Linked DNA regions of Zea mays: region 1 is linked to region 2. A link is a contact called in public Hi-C data. All regions are on one chromosome and are shown on one strand. Each heading gives the region's core, a stretch centred on a gene start, on an enhancer-like site or on the middle of the called end of the contact. The rest is flanking DNA. Distances are from core to core; before and after follow the strand shown.

Region 1 (6,414 bases), core at 3,890-6,389, 500 kb after region 2:
AGCGCTCCCTCAATGCTTTTGTCACGGGGCAACTAGTGTTCTAGGAAGACGCGGATCGCAGGAGTGGTTCTTGGGATTTGACTTTATAACCCTGCGGAGCTTGCATCGGAGGTGGTTTAGCTGGTGGATAACGGTGGACGCGACCGGATTCCTGAGTTCCACGGTGGGTTTGTTCATCCGCGTCGCTCCGTTCATGAGGACGAATGGGCTGAGCAGGGGGCCCACACGGCGGTGCCCTGGTGAAAGCGCCGGGTGTGACGGAGCATGTCCGGTGGGGCCCACCGGTCGGGCGGCCGGGTGAGGCACGCGCTGCGGGAAAAAGGGGAGGTGGGCCACGGTAGAAATTTATGGTGATGTTGTGCCGGCTGGTGGTGGAGTTTCCTGGGCCGTAGGTGACGAGTCTCAGCGCATGAAGCTAGGCCTGGGCATAAAAACCGGAAACCGAATACCGAAACCGAAAAAATCGGAACCGAAACCGAAAAACCGGAACCGAACAAATCAGATTATTTTTCGGTTACCAATCTGCAGAAACCGAACTAATTTCGGTGTTCGGTTTTTTATTTCGGTTTAAACCGAAACCGGAAGCACATGGGCCATCCCATATTTTCCCATCCCCCACGGCCGGCCCATCAGGCCATCACGCGGACGCGGTTGTTGGGGTGAAGGCAAAGACGTCACCCTTCGCTCGAGGCCTTCGCTGCAGTCGTTGGTCCAACAGAGACAAGACAACGGGCAGGGACACCCTTCGCCCCATACGACATCAGACGAAGACCTGCGACGAGGTCATCCCACCGTGCGGCCTCGTCCAGCACGGAGGCCCACGTGTGATCCGGCCCATTGTAACGGGCCCTGCGTGGCCGCTGCGTGTTACGGGCCTAATTTGTAAAGGCATCCCTGTAATTACAGTCTGTAACCCTGCTTTATGAGAATATTCTGGGGATAACCTAGGTGTCTAAGGGCACATGTGTCCTTAACACAGGACGCTGGGCACTCAGATACCTATAAATACCCCCGCACAGTGCCCGTGAGAGGCTAGATTAACAGAGCTATTGCCATCTTGTGCGAGAACCCTGTTTACGTCACTACACCTATCGTTGGATCCCCTTGCAACAGAGAGCAAGTTCCAACATTTGGCGCCCACCGTTCGTGCAACGAAAAAACCACCCGCGATGGCACCCATGAAAGTTAACTCGAAGGCTGACGAGGCTGCGAAGGCAGCACTGCTGGCCGCAAAAAAAGGCAAGGCCCTCGCCCTCACCCACTCCACTCACCACGAGGCTACCGAAGACGACGTTCTCCGCACCTGCGAAGACGATGCTCTCCGCACCTGCGGCCCTGAAGGACAATCGCAACCCCCCCAAGGCTTCGCCCCACCGGAGGGCGCGGACCTCACCGAGGACGGCGAGGTCCTCGGCGTCTCGGCGGAAGAACAGCTATAGTTGCGCGCCCTACGCCTCAAGAACCGCAATCTCCAGAGGCAGAAAGAGATACTGGAGGCTAAGCGCCAGCGCGTGTCCGCACTAGCCAAGGTGCGGCAAATGATACGCGACGAAGAGCAGAAGGCCTAGGACCTCGAGCGGGAGATCGCGCTGATGCAGCGCGAAGGCCACCTCGGCCTGCAGCATGGGCCACTCCTGCAACAGCGCGCACAACTAGAAGACACGCGCGAAGGCCACCTCGCCCTGCAGCATGGGCCACCCCTGCAACAGCGCGCACAACCGGAAGACCCGCGTTTCCCCCAGCGCGACCACACCTTCCCGCACGCCGCGCCATTCCAAGGGGTCAACTACCTCGACGAGCGAAGTCCCCTGGCGCCACATCTACAAGTGATGCCTTGGCCCGCCAACTTCCGGACAGGGACCTATCCCAAGTACAACGGCAGCACTGACCCGGCACAATACATAATGAGTTATCAGGTCGCCGTTGCATCCTCCGGAGGGGACGACGCCACAATACAGCGGTCAGCCACTCAGCCGGTCACGACATCGCGGCATCGCCCAGACGCGATGCCCATCGTCCAGACGCGGGACGCCTGCTCGCCCAAACGCATTCACGCCGAACCCTAGCTAGAGCTCGCGCCGCCGCCCAACCCAAGTGTCGCGCCGCCGCCTGTCGAGTCACCGCATGTCCGCCTAGGCGCCTGGCGGCCAGCCGGCCACCGCGGCACCGCATGGCACCGCGGCACCGCCTACCAGTGACCCGCCACAGCTCACAGCGGCGCAGCCGGTCAGCCGTCCAGCCGACGTCCTCTTCCACCAAGGCTGCCAGCGTCCTCTTCCACCAGGGCAGCCCGCAGCGGCACCAACCAGTAGCCTGCACTCTGCACTCTGCAGCCGGCTCGCCACTCGCCAGTTCAGCCAGTGCAATCGGCCACTCGCCAGTTCGGGTTTTTTCGGTTAAACCGAAAACCGAACCGAAAAATTCGGTTAACTGAAGGTTCGGTTTTTGATTTTCTGCAGAAGGTTTCGGTTACCGTTTTCTAGAAACTGAATTTATAAAAAAAACCAAAAAACCGAACCGAAAAAAACGGTTAACCGATTGCCCAGGCCTGCATAAAGCCGAGACTTCTTTCTTTTCTATTTGTATTTTTCCTATTTTAAATTCAAGTTTCAAATAGATTACAAATTATGAATAAATTTGAGTTTTGAAATTCAAATACAAGTTGAATGCAGAGATCAAAACCCAACATGGTATGCAACTTTATTACCTAATGTTTATTTTATTCCTTTGAATAATACAAATGCTTAATTCATAAGAGAGAGGGAAAAGAATTCACCCATATCAGCAATTGAAAATCTTTATGTTTATTAATTGATTTACAATTTACCTTCTAGTTTTGAGACCTCAATCTAACTTGGAATAATCAAAATACAATATTACCATTTACTTATTTTTAAGAAACAATTTCAAAGCTAATAGATTCCTTATTAAAGGCATTTATAATCTGAATCCTTTGAATAGCTTTTCTACAAGATTTTAGTGTGTTACAGGTAACCCTCGCTTTTTGCTAAGTAACTTAATGTTACTTCACCTTGCATCATTAATAACCTTCTTGCATATCATAACATACATGTATCTCACACATTGCATTCGTTAGGTTGCAACCTCGCTGACAGAGAATACGTGTTGATTCCAGAGCAAGGAGTTGAGCAAGAGGAAGTACAGGAGCTAGCTCCCGAGCCTACCACGAAAGATCTCCCCACAGCCCCAGCTCTTGAAGGCAAGCCCCGGTTTTATGCATGACCGTTATATTTGTTATTTTACTGCACTTATGATTGTAGGCTTGTACTGTGCACTTAAGTGTACGAGTTGATTAAAACCCTAGATGCATGACTCAGGTTCCTTTTGAGATGAATACTAATATGCTAGGTCGAGTAACTAATTATGTCAAAATAAGGATCTCGGTAGAAGTCAAATGATTTTTCTAGCACTCGCCCGAGGTCAGGAATTTGATTGTAATCATCTTGACAATGGAAATTATGATTGTCTATAGACATGGATCCCTAGGGGTTGCCCTGTCTACGAGATGGGAATGGAATAAGGATTAATGTGTGGTACCGTGTGTAAAGCGTTTGAAAGTACTAAACACATATCGAGAAATATGGTAAATCAGTAAGCCCAGTACCTGAGTGAACCTGCCCGCGGACTTTATCCTCACTTGTCCTTGAGACGGACTCTCCCATCCTAGCGATGATAGGTACAAGTGCGGCCACTGCACGGTGGTAGTTGGTGTCATTGGAGCATTGTATGCCAAGGCAGTGAGGCCCTGTTCTGTTGCCAAGGAATCGATGGGGACGATTGATGTGTGTGGGGACAAAGTGCCCCTATGTGTTGTGTGTTTAGGTTTACCTTGCAAGGTTTAAAACTCGATTCGAATCGTCTGCTTCTCCCAGCTAATGAGACTTCTTGATCCATGCTACTGCATCGAGTAAGAAGTGAAATTAGGTTTCATGATATAAAGTGTTGCTTGCAATAAATGTTTATTACCATGTATGCTTAGAAGAATACTAACCTAGTCTAAAGAATATTCTAGAACTTGAAAGCTAAAATTTGACTCAGACTCAGCTAGTGCTTTGGCAAACCAAACCCCTCACCCAAATAGCTTCATGGTCTAGAGGTAGAGGAGTAGACTCCTCACACCGGGTAAATCTAGCTAAGTATTAGTATACTCAGTCTTGGTTGTGGCATAATTTTAGAGGTACTTCATTGAATGACATGGTTGCTGGAGTGATTTGGCCACCATCCTGCATTGGGTTGGACGGTCGAGTGAGATGCTGCCTCAGTAGGAAAGGACCAGGAAGAGTAGTGGGCCAGGCTTCACCCTACTCCTTAGTTATCATGGTTAGTTACTTGTGGCATGATTCTGCTTAGCTTACTACGAGAACCCTTAAGCATCTCCAATATTAACTTAAATCAGTGCCCTATCTTGAAATAGAAAACTCAACTCATAAAAAAAAACTCGCCTTATTTTATAAATTTTTATCAAAAGAATATATGACACACCATAAAGTACCCAAATATACTAAATATCATATTATTGCCATATCCATGTTTTGTACATTATTCTTAACCTTTTTCTGACCAACAGTTTAATTTATTTTCTAGAGTATATGATTTAAGGTTTAACTGTTGAAGCTCAAGTTATCTATAATGTACTAAACACTTTAAATTATATAGTATTTTAAACTTTGGAGCATTATTTTGATGGAGATGCTGCTATATTAATATATTATAAATAAATGTTACCGTCACCATAGAGCAAATTTTAGCTTTTAATGTTTGAAGACTAAAAAACGTACTGGATTCTTGTTATTCCGACTCGCATCCGAGATGAATGAACAATAAAAGAATTCCAGCACCTTGATCCGTCCGATCCGATGTGCGTCCACCGTCCATCCTTCCACAAAACCCCAGACAGAAGCAAAGCTCCACCACTCCGCCACGTCACGTCCGCCGGCTGCCTCTGAGATTTGCCTCCCCGATTGGTCGAATCCGCCATTTACTCGGCTCGCCACCCACCCTCTCTTGCTACCTACTAGCCACTGCACTACGCCTCCCTGTCTGTCTGTCTGTCCCTGGACCCTGGCGAGCGCATGCCACAATGCCGGCTATAAAACGAAGCCCGGAGCTCCATCCCCCAAACAAAAAAAGGGCCTTCACTTGACTCCACAGCCACAGGTACGTACAAACAATTGCTGATGCTTCCATTCCTTTTCTTTGGCTGCTGGCTCTTGCTGTTGCATTAATTAATAATGGATGCTCCTGTCCTCGATCGTGTTGTGTTGTTTTGTTTTGTTTGTTTGTTGGTGCTAGCTAGCTGCTGTGGTGAAGAGTAGCAGGTTCGGCGGCCGGGAGGGGGCAGCCAACACGACGATGGAGCGGTTCGGCCTGGACGGCGGCGGTGGCGGTGGCGAGCTGCCGCCGGGGTTCCGGTTCCACCCGACGGACGAGGAGCTCATCACCTACTACCTCCTCCGCAAGGCCGTGGACGGCAGCTTCTGCGGCCGCGCCATCGCGGAGATCGACCTGAACAAGTGCGAGCCATGGGAGCTCCCGGGTGAGTGAGCTGCTTTGCTTGCATCGACCACCCACCGATTGAATAGACATTAAGCTTGTCGTGATGTGATGTGATCTGATCTGATCAGACAAGGCGAAGATGGGGGAGAAGGAGTGGTACTTCTACAGCCTCCGCGACCGCAAGTACCCGACGGGCCTGCGCACCAACCGCGCCACGGTGGCCGGCTACTGGAAGGCCACCGGCAAGGACCGCGAGATCCGCAGCGGCCGCACCGGCGCGCTGGTGGGCATGAAGAAGACGCTCGTCTTCTACCGCGGCCGCGCCCCCAAGGGACAGAAGACGCACTGGGTCATGCACGAGTACCGCCTCGAGGGCGCCTACGCCTACCATTTCCTCCCCAGCTCCACAAGGGTACGTACCCTTTCTCTCTACAATACTCCAAATACACACAGTACAGCACTAGAGACACATTGTAATGATGACGAGAGGGCAGAAGGGAGTCTCACTCAAGCATCGCATGGCTACGCCTACGAGTAGAGTAGGACAGGAGCTAGCGGCTGCTGTATAGTGTGCACAGGGGCATCAGTTGAGTGCATGCGTGTAGCATACGTACTACTGCAGCTCTGCTGCTGCTAGCTGCTAACGTGCGTGGATATGGCATGCCCATTGCCCAGGCCCAGCGCAGCGCAGGAGAAGAAAGATAGGGCACAGGGATTCGAATCTTTTCTTGGCCAGTGGCCACGAATGCGATCGTATCAGCGAAGTGTAATAAATGCTCCATATGCTAGCACTTTCTCAAGTTCATCGATATCTCATGAATATTAAAATCTACTAGTAGTATATTGTATTAATTCCTATCTTTTCTGTCAAGCATGTGCCACTAGATTCATCAAAAA
Region 2 (6,411 bases), core at 2,162-4,661:
ACTTTGAGTGGATATCATGATTTCTAGTATATGGCTGGTACGGTATCGTTGAGGGCTTCACTACTTCCGTCCTAAAGTAAAATATATTTTACCTTTTTATTTGATTAATAAAATAATTAATATATTTGTTTTATATGTATCTATATTCATTATCATCCATTTAAATATAAATATAAAATTAAATCAAAAGCTAAAACAGCTAATATTTTATGATGGAGGGAGTATTAGCCCAGCTCTTGGCCTATCTATTTCTAGATCCACCACTACTAAGAACTAAACAATGTGCCTGCATATATGTAATCGACGACAAAGCAGAAAGCTAAACTTTTTCAGATGCACAAGACCTTAATTAATAACGTAGGTTGAAAGCACGAACATATATATGATTGTTTAACTCCACCCACACGACGCGGGAGTACGAACTTCACATGAACCGGGAAATTTTGACATTTGAAACTGACATGAGAGAACGCGTAGCCGTGCCGTACGGACTAGGGTGCACGGCTGGCAGGCAGCCAGCCAGCCAGCCAATGTGAACGTGTGTACGTACGTACGTGCTACCGACGGCCGTCCTCTGCATGCTGGATGCATGCCATTGCCATCCAATGCAAGCTAAGCTAGCAGAAGCCACACGGCACTGGCACTGAAGCAGCTAGGAGCGGCTTTTGCTGGACATGCAATCTCTATCACACACACACGCTTACAACAGCACTTGGCTAAAAACCTAACCAGTTGGCCACCACCTACGTATACGTGGCTACCAGAATCGCGACGCAAACTGTCAACGTCCAGCCGAGAGAACAACAGCAACCAACACGCAAGACTTGACCCGTTCAAACAAATTAAACCACGCCGATCGACGCCGTACCGACCCATGCATGAATGTATATATGAATATAACAATGCAGGAAGAGACCCGGTCAGACAGGAGGAAAAAAGGGCTAGCTAGTTGCATTGCAATTTGCAAGCTAGCTACAAGCTAGCTAGTAGCATATACGAATCTGATGATGCGCATGGTGTGGTGTGGTGGGCGGTAGATGATGCATACCTGGGTCAAGAACTCGCGGTCTGTCGTCAGGTAGGCCGCTCTGATCGCCGCCGCGACCGCGTCAACCTGCTCGTCACCACTTGTTTTGGCCGGCTGCGTCGTTGACGACGATGCCGCCTCGGGCCGTTGGTGCTGGCTCGTCACAGTGGCGGCGGCGGCGAGCGCGGCAACGACGTTCTTGCCCAGCTTGTCGGCAACGAAATCCACGGCGGCCCGGCCACCGTGCCCGTCGTAAACACCGTAGAACGCCTGTACATATATAGCATGCTTGTTGAATATATATACTCATCTTACATGCATATATATATATATATATATATATATATATATATATATATATATATATATATATATATATATATATTGACGAAATAAAAGAACGGAACACATCAGTGCAAGATTTAATTTGCAATGCTGCCTTTTTTCTCTCTCTCTCTCTTTGAGATATGGGAGGTGGAATGTTGCTGCGTTTTGACCAACAGAGTCATACGGAGTATGCCCTATACTTCTCTCGAGTGAGAGAGATAGAGAGATATTGAGAGGGGAAAAAATTAAATACATTTTATGTTTTGGATGTTTCGCAGCTAAGCAATGGACTCGTTCTCGCTTTCGTCGTCTAGCTATAGTAGTTTCTTAAATAAGAGCTAGTTGCGTTGCTTTTGCATAATAAGAATAATACAAAAGAGTGCTCCATGCATGAGAAGCTAATTATTAAGAGTTACAATTAATTCCATATGCTATATATAATTTTGTTTTTTTAATATTGACGGCATTCAACTTGAGTTTAGAGTTTAAAATCCGTACATGTATGTTTACTATGGTAATTGATGAACCGCTAACTGTATCCTATTAATTAAACAAAATACTACAAAGCCATGTTGGTGTAACACCTCATTCAATCCCTGTACCGATGGTACTTACTTCTGTCAGCTCTTTACGATTATATATCATCCTCACATACCAACATAGGTTTTTTGTGCACACTTTGTCTTCACTCATGCGCATCCGAGAAAACTTTTCGGTCGGTCACTCATCCCAAATTGTTTCAAGCCAAGCACACTTAACTTGGAGGTTTTTTCGAAATAGGCTTCCGAAAAAGAAGATGCATCTTGTTGGTATGAATATTTTTTAAATTTTATTAAGCCTTGGATCAGGACATCACCATCCCAGGGGCCAGGATATCACAGTTGGTTTCTTCAGTTTTAATTATTGATGAATTATTCTTAAATGGATCATGGTATACATTGTAACTATTAAACTAGAGTGTGTATATTTCACACAAGTCATACATATGTAGACTAGTATGCACTTATTTGAGTGTTTTTATATTTTTCAATCCCAAAAATTAATATGAGGTCAAACTACCGTATCAGTATCATTGATTGATTGAATTTATAGTTTTTACAAGATCGATGATCACGAAATTAATAAGCACTAGCCATGGAAATTTATCCAGAAAATGTAGATTTCTTCCACACCGTGTCGTTGTTCGTCAGATATATTCTTGTATGATTTTCATTTGGAAAAGAAACTAGACCATTCAGAACACCTAGGCAGGTTAGATGTTAGAACACCTAGGCAGGTTAGTTGATCGAGCTAGCTGATAAAATGCGCGTACCGTACCAATTGGGAGGCTCCGTGATCAGTGATGACAACCCCATAGCCATCCTCCATGGCGTGCCTGACCCCTCTCCTGCTCGCCAGGCAGAAGCCCTCGCCCTGCACTTCCAGTTCGGTGGCCAACTCTGCCTCCACCGCGCCGAACGGGTCGACCCCGGGAGCGCAGGGCAAGGGCGGCGGTATGGCAAGTCTGGTCGGCCTTCCCCTCGCCGCCTTGGCCGTCTTCGTCTCCGCAACTCTCTCGGCAGGCTGCTGATGCTTGAGCGCCGGGACAACGACGACGACCGCTGGCTGCGCCGACGACGACAGCGCTGTCAGCTGGTCCTTGGGGTCGTCGAGAGCCATCAGCGGGCCCGCCGGGTGCACCTTCATGTAGGGCGCCGCCCTCGCCGGCTGCTGCCATGTTGGCGCGGGGATCGCTGAGGTCGACGTCGGGGAGCAGAGGGGCATGAGGAGGAGGATGCTGCGGATGAGCGCGTGCGCGAGGCGGGCGACGGCAGAGCACAGGAACCTGGCGCCGTGGAGCATCGCTCCGATCCGGCGGCAGGATAAACGGAGACCGTACGTCGGCTGGAGGACCCGAACCCGATGCGCTTCTTCTTGGATTAGGTGTGCTACTATTCCTGCGGGGGGCGGTTGAAAGAAGCTGGCGGAGGTACGTAGCGTAGTGGCTTTGGTTGGACGGGGTTTGGTTACGTAGTACGTTTATATATAGGTAGTAGGCGGGAAGGAAAGGATCCGAGACCGAGAGAAGGGGTCATCAGGTTGACCGGTCAAATTTTACAGTTTTTTTTTATATCCAAGGATTGAATCGAGCGGCGAGCGCGGGCGCGAGCAGGTGCAATCAATTTTGTTTGTGTGTGACTGTGTGTGAAGCGTTTCTATTAGGTTCATCTTTCTCCGGTGCTCCATAGGATACAACGAACAAAATCATTTTAAAAAAATAGGTTAGCTGGTTTTAGTTTTTTCGGGTACCGGAAACCGTGTACCTGAAGTAGGCTGATGACCTTTTAACGGCTCACTTATCGTCCAAGCCTCAACCGAGCAACTCAGCGAGGCGGAGCGTCTGACCAAACCTTCGCCGAGCAACTCAGCAAGGTGGAGCACCTAACCCGACCTCTGTCGAGCAACCCAGTGACACGAAGTACCCACGCGACCGATCAGATACCCGCGCGAGGCGGAACGACTGACCAACTCCTGACAGAGCAAGCAACTCGGTGAGGCGGATGACCTAATCTAGTACTACTGATCCACATCAGCTACGACAAGACGCGTCATCCCTAGGCCATGTCCAAACATACATGCGACACACTGAAGGTGTGTCGAGAGGTCCCTGTCGACATGACTTGACGCCCCCGCGTACGGTCTCAAATGTATCCCCCCACCACATTGTGGGGCCAGTCAACCCCGGTCATAGGGGACCTTAGTACCGAAGTCTCTACATTGACCCGCATACCGGAAAAGGACGTCACGATACGCCATACTGGGTGTATGTCTACGCACGACGGAAGATGATACAGGGCTCATGACGACTGAAGAAGCCACGCTTCGCACGGCGCTCCATAAGACTGGTCCGTGGGACCCGCCGCGCACCACTATGAAGACATTAGCAACAGACTCGCTACAGGGATCCGTATGGCAGACGGGCACGGTGGTACGCCATACTGGGAGCACGGCTACGCACGACACCACATACGACGTAAGGGACATTACATCAACCCAGGGGGGAACAGATCGCCCCCATACCAATAGAGAACATGTCTCACCTGTAAGGTTGACCCTTGAACTATAAAAAGGTTCTCACACACATAGCAGTTGTGACACACTCTAAGGCAATACTACGATCAACACAACACTAGACTAGGGCGTAAGCCTGAACCAGTATAAACTCTTTGTCTCAAACCCTAGGATCGAGTCCCAACGATTCATCATTTGGAGTGAGTCCGCGCTAGCATCCCCCACCGAACACAGATATTATTGTCCCCTAGTTTCTGAAACCACGACAGTTGGTGTGTCAGGTAGGGGACCGTTAGAAAACCAAGTGACATCTTTCACTCCGATGGCTCAGTCTCCAACATTCGATGAGGTCCTAGGCCCGCTCATCCGCGGTGATGTAAATGTCGGCTTCCCTGAACAATTGTTCGAAGGTGGGCAGCGCCTTTTGAAGTATGGCCCGGACGAAGGCCGAGTCGTTGGATCCTCGATAGAAGTCTTCAATCACAGTCGTTGTCGGTGTTTCGGGTCCGACCGCGCACCCAGGGTTACCCCCCAAGGTGCTTTTAGGAATAGGACGGTGTTACCGACTGTAGCTCGATGGTTCGTGCTGGGCGCACGAGAAATAGTAGACGATGATGTACAGGTTCGGGCCGCTTTAAGATGCGTAACACCCTACGTCCTGGCTGGAATGCTTTATGCGATGGGTTACAAGGGAGTTCTCTAGTGCTGGAAAACGTAGAGAGGGGTGGATGGCTAAGTGATGAATGATGTCGATCGTCTTGAAGGGATGCCCCCTGGGCCTTATATACTTGACCGTGGGGCATTACATGTGGATATGATAACAACGTGTGCCAAAGTAATAGCGAACTAACTGAGTCTATCTTCCTATAGTTCAGCCGACTCATCCTCGCTCAGTTCCGATGTACGGGGCCCCTGCGCGGGAAGGTCGGGTCACTGTTGCGATCACTGCTCAAATTTGTTGGGCCGTCTAGGTTTGCGCCGACCCGGCCTTGTGCTAATCCGTTCCACTGGTCGTTCCTCCCAGGCCCACGAGGGGATGACCTTACGAATTATGGGGCCCTTGGGCCTTTCGTGAGGTCTTTTATCCTTCTAGTGGACCCGGGGGATATCTGTCCCCCACAAGCCCCCGATCTTTGGGATGATTTTGGAATAAACGACCCAAAGATCCTAGGTCCAGCTTGCAGTATTTGATTTTAACAGGGAATGCTTTGGAAATAAGTCTGTCGGGCCATTGCTTCTGAATTCTGTGTGATCCGGTTAACACGTTTTCTTTTTAGTGTCTTCTTCTGCTATTATTCCTTGAAGTTTGGCGTTCTGTCTCAGGTTCATGCTTCGGAGGTCAGCATTTTGCACTGTTGGACTCCCAATGGGTGTAGCCCCCGAGCTTCGAGTGGATTTTTGCAAACAATCCACTCGAAGGTCTTCACTTCAAGTATTATCAGAAACCACTTTCATCTTCCACTCGTGCTTTTTCAGAGGTCAGCCTTGTCTTAATTTTGCCTTGTGCTTTAGAGGTCAACATTTTGCTTCTTCGGGGATGATGATTCATTGGGTGCACCAAAGGTGCACCCAATGGGTGTAGCCCCGAGCTTCGAGTGGATTTTTGAAAATAATCCACTCGGAGGTCTTCATCTCATGGTGTCTCTTTTTTTTCTTTAGGAATCATCCTTTTCTTTTGTCGAATGCCTTAGAGGTCAGCATTATGTCATCAATGTTATGCTTCAGAGGTCAGCATACATTTTTGTCTCTGAAGCCAAGTACACGATCTGCCCATATCTTGCTAGGTCTGGCAATTTATTTGATCTGTGACTGATTGGATGTTCGATAGATGGCCCTTGACTAGTCTTCATGTCACTTCGTGCTTTGATGCTTCTGTCGATTGGATTTGTACCTTATCGGCTATATTTGGCTTTCCTTTGATCCTTGCTGATATCTCTCTTTTGTCTTGGAGTATTCATTGCATATACTGTACGGATGTGACAGTTTTGGAAAATATACTGATAATT

The links. Hi-C and Micro-C count contacts between places; a contact is called where the count stands out from the background.
Region 1: a Hi-C map of ear shows a contact between it and region 2, with 2.8 times the contacts expected there. The contact joins the promoter of LOC103629107 here to the promoter of LOC103629111 in region 2. A contact is called at or near these places in 5 of 25 Hi-C or Micro-C datasets (ear, leaf, root tip and 1 more).

The regions. Positions count from the first base shown.
Region 1 is chr6:27,974,989-27,981,402 of Zm-B73-REFERENCE-NAM-5.0, forward strand. It overlaps LOC103629107, which reads left to right and starts at 5,140. Exons shown (of 4, transcript NM_001301482.2): 1 at 5,140-5,178; 2 at 5,314-5,557; 3 at 5,646-5,929. The coding sequence starts at 5,374.
Region 2 is chr6:27,479,967-27,486,377 of Zm-B73-REFERENCE-NAM-5.0, forward strand. LOC103629111 (probable protein phosphatase 2C 77) reads right to left here and starts at 3,412. Exons shown (of 3, transcript XM_020540200.3): 1 at 2,672-3,412; 2 at 1,049-1,297. The coding sequence starts at 3,196.